Regions from separate parts of the Mus musculus genome. Here region 2 is linked to region 1. A link is a contact called in public Micro-C data. All regions are on one chromosome and are shown on one strand. The core of a region is the stretch at or near the end of the contact, and the rest is flanking DNA. Distances in the headings are between cores, read along the strand shown. Region 1 holds the start of Coq10b (coenzyme Q10B). Region 2 has its middle 27 kb from the start of Pgap1.

Evidence for each region. A called contact is a pair of places that touch in the nucleus more often than the background predicts.
Region 2: a Micro-C map of embryonic stem cells shows a contact between it and region 1, with 2.7 times the contacts expected there. The contact joins the enhancer-like site here to the promoter of Coq10b in region 1. A contact is called at or near these places in 1 of 39 promoter capture datasets (pre-B cells), 2 of 484 Hi-C or Micro-C datasets (embryonic stem cells and pre-B cells), 1 of 115 datasets of contacts at active chromatin or transcription factors (memory CD8 T cells) and 1 of 9 other capture datasets (liver).

What each region holds. Positions count from the first base shown.
Region 1 is chr1:55,051,469-55,056,243 of GRCm38.p6, forward strand. Coq10b (coenzyme Q10B) reads left to right here and starts at 1,302. Exons shown (of 5, transcript NM_001039710.1): 1 at 1,302-1,522. The coding sequence starts at 1,407.
Region 2 is chr1:54,582,683-54,586,819 of GRCm38.p6, forward strand. No RefSeq gene overlaps it. Among named protein-coding and RNA genes, the nearest start is that of Pgap1, 27 kb to the left of the region's middle. Within about 2 kb of position 2,554, at least 146 of the 459 cell types and tissues checked have an H3K27ac peak or open chromatin away from gene starts, as enhancers often do. A contact at or near this core is called in embryonic stem cells and memory CD8 T cells, where this site is marked.

The sequences.
Region 1 (4,775 bases), core at 52-2,551:
GCAGCCAGGAGGAGGGTCTCTTCTGCTCTGGCCAAAGCTTAAGCTTTGGACCTCAAAGCTCACTCCTACAGTGACTCACCTCCTCCAACAAGCCCAAACCTACTCCAACAATGCTACACTTCCTAATAGTACCACTTCCCATGGGCTAAGCATATTCAAACCACCACATACAAGTCACATAATTACCCGATAATGCAGTACACATTAGTTCTATCTTCCCTTTTGGAATATGAGCTATGTGAGGAGACAGACTCATTCACACCTCCAACATCTAGTAAGTCTTTCAAAATATATTATTGCCTATGTTTAACCAACAATCTCATTTATTCCTCAAGCTCTGCTAACCAAATGCAGCAGGCAGGATGGCCTACTGGGTAGAACTTGCTGTGCAAGTCTGATGACTCAAATTGAATCTCCAGGAACCCACATAAAGATGGAAGGTGAAGAGGTGACTTCACAAATGTGCCGTCTGACTTTCATAAGCCAAACACACATCACACACGTACATTCATATAGTAATAAAATATAATTCTATTTTTTAAAAAACTGTATTAGAGTCAGTGAGATGGCTAATCATTTAAAAAAAAACAATCGCTATGCAAGCCTGTTAAGTGAGTTCTTATTCCTTAGACCCACATGGGAAGACTCTGACCTTCACATATGCGTTTGTTACGTGTGCCCCTCCCTTATATGTAAGTCAGGACCTCATCCAATCCCTGAATGTGGCAAGCAAAATTGTTGCTTTGTATAGAATGAGAAAAACCTGGATCATAAAGGCAACACTACACCATATCTTGGCCACGTATGAAGAAGGCAGCTAGAACTGACAGGTCACTGGGCCTGTTCGGGGCGGTATGACCCGAAGTTGCTCTCTGAACAACACCTCAGGGTCAGCACAGCAGGTACCGTTTGAGATCGTCAATACACAGTAAAATCTGCCAGGCTCGGCAGCAGGAGCGAAAACACGCTGGGCCAGCGCTGGGTGGGGTGGGTGTGGGAGGCAGTTACATAATTAGCCAGCTCCTGGGCTTTCCTCCCCCGGCAGGGCGGCCCTCACGAGCCGAGCCTCGAGACTCGACCCCAAATAGCTCCAGGAAAAAACCCGGACCGTAGGTGAACCCAGGAGTTCGTCACGAAGATTACATAAGTGGCAGACTCCTGGCAGGAGCAGAGCGTGTCCCGGAGATCCGCGCCCCGATTGGCTGTCCCGAGGCGGCACTGGACACGTGCGTCAGCCTAGCGTCAGCGTGGCGTCATGGGGTTGGGAGGGACTTAGTGGGAAGAGGCGTGTCCAGCTGCTCAGAGGGCTCCCGGATTGGCTGAGAGGCGCAGGAGCCGTCCCTCCAGGCCGGCCTGAGGGCGGCGCCTCGTTCCGGGTGCCCGCGTTGGCTACCGGCTTCACAAAGATGATCATGGCAGCTCGGACCAGTCAGAGGGCCCTGGCGAGGGTGGCATCGGGGTGCCATCCGAAGTCGACCACCGTGACGGAAGCCCCGGCGCGGGGGTCTGCGCGCGACGTCAGGTAGCGAGCGGAGGTTTTCCGGGCGGCGGGTTCGGGACGGGCCTGTGGCCGGGGCGCTGACCCTAGTCGGCTCCGGAGACCCGGGGCGCGGCGCTCGGCCGGCTGGTCTGCGTGCACCTCATATTATCGGGGTGAGTCAGCGACGAGACGGCCGTGGGAGGACGGACAAGCAGCCGGGTCTCCGGCTCCCGCCCTTCCGGTCTCCAAGAGGTGGGCGGCGGCCGTCGGGAAAGTTTAACTGCGCCCGAGAGCGCCGGCTCCCGGGCCGTGGGAGTGCGTGTCCTGGCGGTGAACCGCTTGTCAGACGCTCTCTCACTTGCTGTGGAGTTCTTTGACCCCGGCCACTCAGCGCTTGCAAAATGAAACACAGCCAACAAAGAGGACCTGTTGTTTTTTTCACTACACTGTAACTTTGAGGTCCTGTAACCTTGAAGATGGCTCTGTCCTCGGTTTTCCTGCTTGGTCCTTTAGGTGGAGATGAACCTAGAGACCTGAAGGACACTATAAGTCTACAATGCAGTTTTCTATTACAAATAAGACTGTAATAAAGTATTCTCAAAAATTAAAATTAACTCAGAGTGGCGGCTCACACCTGTAATTTTAGCAATAAAGTCAAGTAAGTATCGCGGTGGGTTCAAGGCCAACCCGAACTACAAAGTGAGCCCCTGTCTCAGGACCAAAAGAAAAGAAAATTGGTATTTGAGATGAATCAATATGTATACATTACAGAGGAGAAAGTCCAACTCTTGCCTGGGTTTCAGAACATTTTGGTTGAATGAAGACTTTAAAATGTCAGCCAAGAGGCCAGGTCTGGTGCTTTGGAGGCCAGCCTGGTCTGTGTAGCTAGTTGCATATCAGCCAGAGCTACAAGGTAAGATTTGTCTCAAAAACAAACAGAAACTAGCAGCCATGCTTCATCTCCAAATCTTACACAAACATGTTGAAACTGTGAAATCGGGTAGTTTATCCTCAAAAGATAGCTTTTCAAGCAGGACATACTGCTTATATTACTGATTAAATGTTGCTTTGCTGCTTATGGTCCGAGGCTCATGCTCAGAAAGTCCATACCAGCCTCAGCCTGGGAAATACCAAGTGACTGGATCTAAAAAAAAAAAAGGCAACAAAAATGGTATATAAATGCATAAAAGTATTACATTATCTTGTGTTCTGGCCTTTAATGTAATATGTTATTTGAGAGAGTAGTTTTGGAATATTAGTGATTACAAAGTCTGTTTTCAATATGTTACAGTACTCACTTGTTAGCTTGACTGTGTATGTAGCTAGTTGTATGGGGCAGTTGAAGGGAGAGGTGCTGGATCTAACCCAGGGCCATGAACATGTCAACCAGCTCTATCATTGAGCTCTCAACCCCTAACGCTTAATAGTGTGTGAAATAGATGTATTGCCCAGAGCAGTATAACCAAATAGGCATACTGATCAGGAAACCTGTTAATTTGTTTTAAGCATATGTGGTTTTCTTAGGAGTATGATCAGGATTAGGTAAGGGTATCTTGTGGGGCTTAAGAAACCAATGTATGAATTTGTTACAAAACCTGGTATTGTATATAAATTTCCCACTCAACTTGACTCTAAGTTCTTCTCTTTAGGAACAGGCATCTTAGTAATTTTTGTGTGTCTTTCTTCTGGCAGGAATTCAGGGCCTTATGCATGGTAGGCAAATGTTCTGCCTGTGAGCAACATTTTTTTTTTTTTTTTAAGAGACAAGAGTCCCATGGTGTAGCCCTGACTGGCCTGGAACAGGCAGAGATCCACCTGCCTCTTGAGTATTGGGATTGAAGACAAGTATGCCATCATACCTGGACCCTCTATTATCTAAGAACAAGTCTCATATATACCTTCAACTCCAGCTCCAGGAGAGCCAAGGCCTCTGGCCTTCTCAGTCGCCATTACTCACAAGCACATACCCATACACAGACACATGCTCATAATTACAAATAACATTTTAAAAAGGCTTATTATCTAGGTTGGTTATGCATGCCTGTAATCCTAGCACTGGAGGAGACTGACACACAGGATTTCAAGGTCAAGCCTTTCCAGGTCTACACAGAATGAGATTCTGTCTCAAAAACAGAAGCAAAAGAGAAAGGAGGTAGAGGCAGGTGGAGTTTTGCTAGTTCAAGGCCAGCCTAGTCTACCTAGCAAGTTTCAGGCTAGCTAGGACTGAACCTAGAAAATGAACAGCTAGGCATTTTGCATACTAGGTTTTCATTTTGTGTGTGTGTGTTTGCTGTAAATTAATTTGGTACAGATTTTATGTTATTTTCATAAATGCTCATTGTCATCATATTTATGTTTGTTTGTTTTTCCCCCTTGGAAACAGGATCTCACTATATATCTCTGGCTGTCCTGGAATTCTCTCTGTAGAATAGGCTGGTCTTGAACTCACAAAGATCAACCTACCTCTGCCTCCAGTCTTTCAGTAGAACACAGAGCTTACTCATAGGTCTAGTGTGGAAGCCCAACTTCTCCTTCTGAGCATTAGGTGGGCCCTAGTCTTAGGGGATCTGAACTATTAAGTTCTTTAACTGAGCCATCTCCTCCCTACCCACTTCCTTTTTCTGCTTGAGCTTGGGTGGGAAGCTGTTTGTAGCGAGCATAGGCAACTTACCAGGGGTTATACCACCCCAGCAAACAACTGCCAGTAGTCCCTCGAGGGATGGAACCTCATGAATACCTTCTCCATCCGTGATGAAATACTGAAAGGCTCGTTTTGGTTTTTTTTTTTAAGATTTATTTGTTTATGTATGTGAGTGCCCTGTCTGCATGTTTGTCTGTAAACTAGAAGAGGGCATCAGATTCCATTATCATAGATTGTTGTGAGCCACCCCGTGGTGGCTGGGAATTGAACTCAGGACCTGAAAGAGCAGCCAGTGCTCTTAAAGGCTGAGCCATCTCTCCAGCACCCACTTCCCCTTTTTAAGGGCTGTTTCCCCCCTGGATGTGTGTGTATGTGTATGTGCACCTGTATGAGTTTATGTACAATAGAGGCAGAGGGTGTATAATAATAGAATTACTCTGATGCCCATCTAGCTACAAGTGAATGAGACTTGAACTATGGTTTATTAGACTGTGCAGTCACTCCTAATAGGATTACCTCTAATCTGATTCTCTAATACTAGATTGGCTGCTTTTCCAACTGTGCTCCCCAAACTGCTGTTGGAATCTTCTGGGTTCTTTCTGCTCTAGCAGCCTGGTGTCTTGGGGAGGCATTTTATTCTGATACCTGCTGATG
Region 2 (4,137 bases), core at 1,304-3,803, 470 kb before region 1:
TCTGCCCTCTACCCACATATGCACCTGCATACACATATGCACCTACTTACACATATGCACCCACTTACACATATGTACCCACATACACATATGTACCCACTTACACATATGCACCCACATACACATATGCACCAACTTACACATATGCACCCACATACACATGTGTACCGACATACACATATGCACCCACTTACACATATGCACCCACGTGACTATACAACCCCAATATGAAAATACTATAAAGGAAAACATTTGCCTATTAAGGAAGACTAGTGCTTGTCTCTACAATGAAAAACCATTTTCCTGGTACCAGAGATAAAGGACAAACCAAGAAGTTCACTGACACAAAGGCTGTCATCTTTCTGTCAAAGTCTGGTTATTGCATAAAATTGATATTCATAAATCTTAATTTAATGAAAAACGATGTGAAGTCCAAAGGTATCAGACAGCTAGTGAGATTATTTCTCAGGGCTAGTGAAGAAGGGAAGGATATTTTGGTGACACCCACACTTTCTATGGGTAATTGATTTTTGTTGGTATTCCATCTGGACTCAACCCCTCTTAGACCTAGTGGGGAAACCCCCACCCAATTCCCACTTCAGCGTGCACCCAAAAAATCATGAAGGACCATCTCTTGATGTAATTACATGAGAACGTTTAATGACGGAGCTCCAGACCAACATGCATCCCACACAGGAGATAACGGATGTCGACCACGAGGCTCAAAAGCTAGGGGTTTTTATAGGGTAAGGGGCTTAGGGGTGTGGAATTCAGCATAGCAACACACTATTGGCTTATTCAAACATTAACAGAAAGATTACAGGGCATCAGGACTTTGTTCCTGTGGGCTGGGGGCTTATCTTTGTTCACATAGCAACCAGTTGATGTATGACTTTACCCAGGTCAAGGGGCAGTAGACAGAGGGGAGGTTCCGGCCAGGTGGTGTTGACCCAGACAAGATAGCCCTGTTTGTACAATCAAGCTGTTCTTAGGAATGTCTTGACAACAGCCCTGTCTGTTCTGCTTTGTTCTTGGCCCCAGGTCGGGGGCTCATAGACAACTCTTTTACATGAATCACAAGATACAAAATCTCATTTTCTTTCACCCCCACAGTTACCTGGCAACAGCCAGGTATGCTCCTCCCCCAATGGCCTGGCCCACTATAAAAGGGCCTGCTTGCCCCCTCTTCTCTCTCTTACTCTTACTCTTGCCTCTCTCTCTGGCCTCTTGTCCTCTTGCTCTCCCTCTCTCCCTCTCTCCCTCTCTCCCCCTTCTCTTCTCCCCTCCATGTGGTCATGGCTGGCCTCTACCTCTCTTCTCTTCTCTTCTCTTCTCTTCTCTTCTCTTCTCTTCTCTTCTCTTCTCTTCTCTTCTCTTCTCTTCTTCTCTTCTCTTCTCTTCTCTTCTCTTCTCTTCCCCCCCCCCTCTCTCTCTCCCTTTTTCTGCCTCTACTATCCTCTTAACTTCCCTCCCCATGCCCTTAATAAACTCTATTCTATACTATACCATCATGTGGCTGGTCCCTCAGGGGTAAGGAATGCCTCAGCATGGGCCCACTGAGACATCCCCTTTCCCCACACCTCACCACACCTAGCTAGAACATATCCTTATATCTCTTTCTTTCTTTCTCTCTCTTTCTTTCTTTCTTTCTTCCTTCCTTCCTTCCTTCCTTCCTTTCTTTCTTTCTTTCTTTCTTTCTTTCTTTCTTTCTTTCTTTCTTTCTTTCTTTCTTTCTTTTATAATCACAACAATTTTGAACTCAACACACCAAAGGCCCAAAGCAGCTGTCTTGAGCATTTCAGTTTGGTGGCTGTTTGTACAGCTAGCTGTGTGACTGGTTTTTCTTTCTGCTACTGAAAGGCCTGCTTCAGAACTTAGAGCTGCCATTGTGCATCTGAAAGCTTCGTGGCTCAATCCCTGCCTGCTGCCAAAGTTCTGTTTGAAAGCCTCCTAGAAGTAAAATTCTTAGAGATTCATATTGTGGCACATTGCAAAAGGCAACACTTAAAGAAGGTGTGCACCCAGGTCACTGGCTCTGCTCTTAAGATCCTGAATTCAATGAGTCACACACACACACACACACACACACACACACACACACACACAACAAGCTCCAACAGCTCCCTTCTGGAGGCTCTGTATGACTAATAACCATTTGTCCCTAGAGGAGAGGAGCTAGCCTGATTTTTCAATCTGTTATTTCTTTTTCTGCATCTTGTGGGTGGATCACATGATAGAGACTTTAGGCAAGCAGGTATGTACAGGTAGGTGGCCGTATCTGCTAGCTCTGTTCCAGGAGTTCCAACAGCTGTGCTTATTCTGATGACTAGCTAGAAGAACAGGGGTGGATCCCTCCCTCCTTTCTTGTTCACAAAATCAGTGCTGAGATGAATCCCTTTAAACAGTGAAGAGAACAGCAGGTGTTGTATCCTGAAGAGGTAACAAGTTGTCTCAGCTGAGGAAAGAAAAGCTAAGAGGAGCAGACCTCAACAGTTAGAGACACCGTGTCTGAAAGGAAGAAAAGAAAGAAGTTAAGCCTAAAGAACAAAGCAAAAATAAGTGCAGAGCCACAGGACCTGGGGGGCTGGCCTAGTGCTGATAGGGAAGTGGGCTAGACACACCTCAAAGGCTCCCTGCACCAGCCTGTTACTCTTCCTCACCAATATCTCCTTTTCTAATCTAAGTTCCCCAAGTTGACCACAGTTGGGAGGTCTAAAAGTATTACAAAAGTATTTTACATTACAACAGCCCAAGGACAGAAGGAAGAAGTGGCCCAAGTGAGCAGGCTGTGTTTTTCCACGTGAATTTATTCTGAGTGGGGTGAACGCCCAGGAGAGGCAGGCACCTGAACGTTCACATCGACGCACGCACACACAGGAAGGAAATTCTGACCCGTTCTACATGCTTGATCCCTAATGAGATGCAAAGTGGAAAAAACCCAGAAAGGACAAACACTTCCTGTTGAGGTACACAGGGTGGTTGTATTTATGAGACAAAAAAGCATTGTGTCCAAGCAACGAAGAGCTGTAAAATTAACATATGAAAGAAGCCAGTTGCTAAGAAAGACTGGAGGCCCTTCCCCACCTGGGCGCTGCTGCTGCTGCATGTTGTTGTTGTTGTTCTCCTCATCCTCCTTTTTTTTCTTTTCTCTTCCTTTTTATTGATTCCCTGGGAACCCACACATCTTGTACTCTAATCCCATTCATTTCCTTATCCCTTTGTATCTGCCCTCCACTCTTGCAACCTCACCCCACCAATCAATAAGCAGGGGAGAGAGAGAGAGAGAGAGAGAGAGAGAGAGAGAGAGAGAGAGAGAGAGAGAGAGAGAGAGAGAGAGAGAATGAATCATGGAAGCTGTAGTGTATCACATCTTTACTGGCAAATGTTCATTGCAGTGAGTCGCTGGGCTTCTTGCAGAAAGAAGCAGAACAAGCAGTAGAAAAATCCCAGTGAGACACAGACCTAGGAGAGGTGGCTACTATAAAGCTTCCTGAGCCTCCTGTGTGGATGCCTTTCTTCCACCTCACTACCCTCTCCCATTCTAGAGAGTCTTTCTCTATAAACCATTCCTATTTCTGTTTTCCTTAATAAACGTTATATAAAAAAACATTCCTTTCAACCTTTAAAACGTCAGCAGGGGACTCAGCTGCATTTCTATAGCAGTAGATTGTGATTCTGGGGGGCACTGGGGGGGAGGGAAAAGAGTTATTGCTTAACGGGTTCAGAGTTTCAGTTCTAGTTTCAGTTCTAGTGAGGAGAGATATACAGATGGAAGGCTGGGACCGTTGCACAACTGGGTATATATTAAATATCACTGACCTGTACACTAAAAACATGATAAAAGTGATGGAATTTTTGGTATAAATATTTTACCACAAGATTTTAAGCATGAGTGACGGCCTTGGGAAGATCATTTCTTTTTTTGTTTGTTTGTTTGTTTTTTGTTTTTCGAGACAGGGTTTCTCTGTATAGCCCTGGCTGCCCTGGAACTCACTCTGTAGACCAGGCTGACCTCGAACTCAGAAATCCGCCTGCCTCTGACTCCCAAGTGCTGGGATTAAAGGCGTGCGCCACCACGCCCAGCGGGAAGATAATTTCTTATACTGGCTACACACACATGCATTATATGTGATCCCT